Linked DNA regions of Gossypium hirsutum: region 1 is linked to region 2. The links are chromatin contacts, called in public Hi-C maps. All regions are on one chromosome and are shown on one strand. Each heading gives the region's core, a stretch centred on a gene start, on an enhancer-like site or on the middle of the called end of the contact. The rest is flanking DNA. Distances are from core to core; before and after follow the strand shown.

Region 1 (2,700 bases), core at 31-2,530, 160 kb after region 2:
CAAAATCAATGTCGTCGTTCCAAATCCCGCAACATCCAAACAGGGGAAAATGCGTTCATTCGGTTGGTAGCTCGGACCATGGACACACGCTCTCAGGATGCGATACTCACCCTATCCATAACAAATTACCATATTAGTTAAATATGCTAATTAAAAAATAATAATGTGCAAATTTATAAAATACCCATGAATAGCAAGTAGCAAATTTTTTTTACTGAGACATTAATCATCATAGCAGTGCGACCGATTTCTCTAATCAATTAACTCATTTCAATATCTACACAAACAAAATTGAATAAACATATCATTTTAAAATAATAATATTTCTGCATAGTAATATTTACCACAACCCGTTTTCGTAAATAATTTTATTTTTGTTTTATTTAAATGTAAATATCCACTTAATAATATTAATCACTAACTAAAAAAACTATAAACATAAGTATCTTTATTGAAAAAAATATTAACCTATAAAACATTAACAATAATAAAATCTTAAACCTTAAATCGATCTAAGTATTAAAAATAAAATATAAACATACAATATACAAATTATTATTACAAACAAAAATAAAAATAATACCTTAAAACTCTTAACAAGTTCTCCTTAAAACTTCAACACAAATAAATTTTTTCTCCCCCCAACTCTAACACAATTAATAACACACAAAAGTCTCTCATTCACTTTCTTGTTTTCAATTGGGTAAGGGGAAACCGTTTATTATATATAAGAAAAAAATAAAAGGATGGAGAAAAAAAGGTTGGGGGTGAGCCGTGATCGGTTTGGTCTCAGTCAGGCGGCACCAGCTTGACATCCTGCCGTCTGACGTGACCAATTGGTCAAATTCACCTCCAGCTATTTCTTTTATTTGTTTTTTTTCATTTTTTATTTTCTGTCACATTTTAAAAAAAACACGTTAATGCCGCCAATGTGTCAGGTGACACCATAAAAAATATTCACCGTGTATTTTTATTCTATATAATCCTCGAAAATACATGTATTCTTTAAAAATTCATATTAGTATCGTTAATATGTCAAGCGACACCACTTAAAAAATATATATTTTTTCCAAAAACATGATTAGCTGATAATTGGAGAAAATATTAGGGTGATGCTGCATGGCAACTTGGTGACACCTTATTTTACTATAGAAATAGATCCATTTTTATAATTAATCTATTATATATTTTTGTATTTAATTTTTTTATATTATTTTTTGTAGAAAACCCATACACTAAAGTCTAACATAAGAGAGAGCGGAGGCACTATAGCATAGAAAATCTATAGCGGACGTGGAGCAATTAGATTGGTAGAAGAATATAGTGTAGTAAGCTAGCCAAAACGGATGGCCTTTTGTGTGCCTGTCGGCAAACGGGCAAAGACCCTTCACTTACATTCTTGCAGTGGTTGGTATCTTCAATCTCCGCCCCCCAAAATCCTTTTCTATTATTAATCCAAATCTTCTATTCTGTTAATTTCACAATTTTACCACTTAACTTTTAACATTTTGTTTTCCATGGACCACTTTCTCCATTCTTCTTCACCATCTGAAGCATAAATAAATATAAAATACAAATATTGTGCTCTCAAATTCCAATCCTACTATTGTCTTCGGAAAATGGGTTTCCTTGTCGGGCTGCTGTTCGGTCTTGTCGCCGGCCTTGCTATTGTCGTTTTCTTTGTTCGCTCTGAGAACTCTCGATCCAATCTTCGAACTAAGCTTGTTAGTCCTTCACTAATTTCTTCTCTTTCTTTTCTTTTCCAATTTGATTTTAAATTTTTTATTCTAATCTTCTTTTTGGATTGCAGGCAACCACGGTGGCTGCTTTCGCAAGAATGACAGTCGAAGATTCTAGAAAGATCTTGCCGGCAGAATTCTACCCTTCTTGGGTGGTGTTCTCTCAGCGCCAGAAGTTGACTTGGCTTAATCAGCACCTTACGAAGATCTGGCCTTACGTTAACGAGGTCAAGCTTTGTTTAGTGAATGAAACAGAGTTTTATTTTATTTTATTTTTTAATTGTTTAGATTTGGTGTTACAGGCAGCATCGGATCTGATAAAGGCGTCGGTTGAGCCGGTGCTAGAGCAATATAGGCCAGTTCTACTGTCTTCTTTGAAGTTTTCCAAGTTTACTCTCGGCACTGTTGCACCACAGTTTACTGGTTAGTTAATTTGCGTAATTTATCCTTACATTATGAAAGTTTTTATTCTTATTTTTCTTATTCGGTTATCGTTATTTTTAATTTTTGGAACTTGAATTATTAACGGGATTTCTCAATGCTGTTCCCAATGGCCATTAGTTTCCTGCAAATGACTAAAACAAAGATCAGTTTGAATTTTGGGACATAACTGTTCTAGATGATAGTGTAGGCAAATAATGTATGTGGTTATCCATAAAGTTCAACACTGGTTGCCTTTTTTTCTTAATCAACGCACTTTTTGTTCTCCTTTACTAAAATGAGACTTTTCTAGGCGAGTTTTGGAATGGAAGACTCAAAAATTGGTTAGAATCTTGTTAATGTTATGAATCAATGTCATTCTTTAGGAGTAAGTATCGTTGAAGATGGAGCTGATAGTGTGACAATGGAGTTGGAAATGCAGTGGGATGCAAATTCAAATATAGTACTTGCTATCAAGACTTATCTTGGTGTATCACTACCTGTGCAGGTATCATCTTTATAAGTCTTTGCTTATTTCTGA
Region 2 (2,700 bases), core at 143-2,642:
AAAGTCTCGATTGGACATTTATTTGGAAGAATCAGATCTTGAGTTGAATAGCCAAATAGATGTATTGAATTATTGGAGCAAAAGTTCAATTCGATATTGTGAGCTTTCATTTTTGGCTCGTGATCTTTTGGCAATTCCAATATCGACTGTAGCTTCTGAGTTGGCTTTTAGCATGAGGAAGAAAGTTATCACATTTTTGAGGAGTTCCCTTAAGCCAAAAACGGTTCAAGTCGTTGTTTGCTTTGATAATTGGATGTGAGCTAAGAGGTTTTCAACGGGTAATTATTATTTTCGTTTTATTGTTATAATTTTATAACATTTTATCAATTTGATTATATAACTATTTATTCTTATTTTATATTAGAAATTGATTACAAGAATGATGAGAATGATAATGATGATGATTCTTCGATTCGTTTCTAGGTATATAATTTAGCTTAGAATTTATAGCTTGTTATAAGATAATATATGTTGATTGCTTGATATAAAGATATTTTGAATGGTTGATTACATTTTGTAGGTTGTTTTTGGTGCTATTTTGAGTGTTTTTTCACTGTTATTCTGCTGTTGTTTTTAATGTTCTGCTGCTGTTGGGTGCTAATCTTTAATGCTATTTTTGGTACTATTTTGCTTGATATATATAGATATTGTAGAACTTTTGTTTGGATATTGTAGAACTTTTAATTTTATTAGGTTTCCAACATCAATTGCGTGAGGATGAGACCTTGTTGTGGTTGGTTTTAGTTACCAAATTGTTTCACTAATTATCAAATTTCTTGTACTTTATTATTCAACTTTAATGTACTTTAGTGAAACAACCTTATGTCATCCTTTACTTCAAGTGGTTTTTCATTTTTTGCTACCTTTACCCAAATCATATTATATACACTACCGTGCAGAATTTATTATTCCCTTAAAAAGATACTCATTACATTAACAATGCTTAATTTTTTTTGAAAGGAGTAATGATTAATTATTATAAACATTAACGAGGTCTACATCCATCAAATGCTAATAAGTTTTCATCTAATTTTTAATATTTGTTAATGAAATTTGATAATTTTTTGGAAATATTTGGTTTAATATTTTTAATGTATTTGATATATACTATATTTTTTAAATTTATTTTATGTAATAAAATGTTTTTTAAAAAAAGGGTCGGGCCCGATTTTAGCATAAATAATCTAAGTTGGGTTTGAAAAAAATTTTAGACCCGTTAATCTGGCTAAGTAAACGGACCTAAAATTTTGGTTAGGCCCAAACTCGACCTAGCCCATAAACACTTCTATACACAGTAATTATCTGTCCGGGCCCATATTCGCCACCGCCCATTCTATAAGAAACTGTTCTGATTTGAAGTCTAAACCATTACTTTTCCAAAGGAAGTCTAAAACCCAAACCAAAATTTAGCCCAAAAATGTAAAAACCAAAAACTCGGATCAAATCAAATCCCACAACATCATCATCTTTGATGTTGCATCAATCCACAATATCACTGCTCACTCCGCAGTTTTAACTCATTTTGGACGAAAAAGAACAGAAAAGAAAAGAAAATTATCCCTCGATTGCGATTTTATTAAAAACTATGCATTTTCTAGTTTAAAGAAGCTAAGGGGTTTCTTCAACCATCCTCTACGCCTGAGATCTTCCCCCTTTTTTTCCCTTTAATTTTTAAATTTCATTTTTCTTTTCTCGTTCGATTGGTCTGATCTGGTCATGGATTTGCGAGATTCATCACCGTCGTCGACTCCGAATCGGGATGGTAACGCTGGCGACGACGACGGCGTCCTCTCCGTCACTTCCGCCCTCGCTAAAGACGCCGCTCTTTACTTTCAGTCTAGGAAGTTCGCCGAGTGCGTCGGTGTCTTGAATCAGCTCAACTCGAAGAAAGAAAACGATCCCAAGGTAAATTATTTCAACTTTTTACACATACGCATGCATTGGTTCCTTTAATGAATGCGATTGAATCGATTCATTTCTCGGATCTTTTTTGCTTTATTTATTTATTTATTTTTAAAGTGGGAATTTGAACATTGTTTTCCACCTTTTTTGTTGTGTAATTTTCCGGCTCACTAATACTTGATTATCAGCTGATTTCATAAAACAATTAATTTAATCCAATATTGTTTCCTTATCATTCTGTACATTCATGGTGCTTGAAACCCCATAACCAGGTTTAATTATTTTCATATGGCGATTTCACTGTATATGTAAACTTAATAATTCTAATTGTTGATTTCTCTATTTATATTTAGACGTGCAAGGGTTAATTAATAAAACCGTTTGTGGTGTTGCTGAACTCCTCTATCGGCGTATATAGGATAATAATCTTATACATGATCAGCACATGTCAAATGTATATAATTGCTTGCAGAGATTTTTGCTTCACCGGTGGTGTATCATGTAATAGTCCTTTTCTTGGTGATGATAGATTCTTTATGTTACTGTACTGCCAACAACTCTCTTCCGTTGCAACGCTCTTTTAAGCTCTGGCTAAAGAATGTTGGGCGGATGAATCATGGGTTTATTTTTATGACAGTACAAATTCTGTTTATCTACTGTGCTTATGAAATAAAAGTTGATTGATATCTGATGAGTTGGACTAGAAAATACTCCTTTCACATAGAATTTATATTTGCTTGAAATTGCTTTCATGGTTTTCTTGTTCCTACTAAGGTAGGGTGGAGAAATTTACGGAGT

Evidence for each region. Hi-C and Micro-C count contacts between places; a contact is called where the count stands out from the background.
Region 1: a Hi-C map of seedling shows a contact between it and region 2, with 2.2 times the contacts expected there. The contact joins the promoter of LOC107912465 here to the promoter of LOC107912378 in region 2. A contact is called at or near these places in 5 of 34 Hi-C or Micro-C datasets (leaf and seedling).

What each region holds. Positions count from the first base shown.
Region 1 is chrD08:23,720,771-23,723,470 of Gossypium_hirsutum_v2.1, forward strand. It overlaps LOC107912465 (synaptotagmin-5), which reads left to right and starts at 1,281. Exons shown (of 12, transcript XM_016840655.2): 1 at 1,281-1,724; 2 at 1,811-1,966; 3 at 2,042-2,162; 4 at 2,546-2,667. The coding sequence starts at 1,620.
Region 2 is chrD08:23,561,264-23,563,963 of Gossypium_hirsutum_v2.1, forward strand. LOC107912378 (CCR4-NOT transcription complex subunit 10) reads left to right here and starts at 1,393. Exons shown (of 9, transcript XM_016840536.2): 1 at 1,393-1,905. The coding sequence starts at 1,717.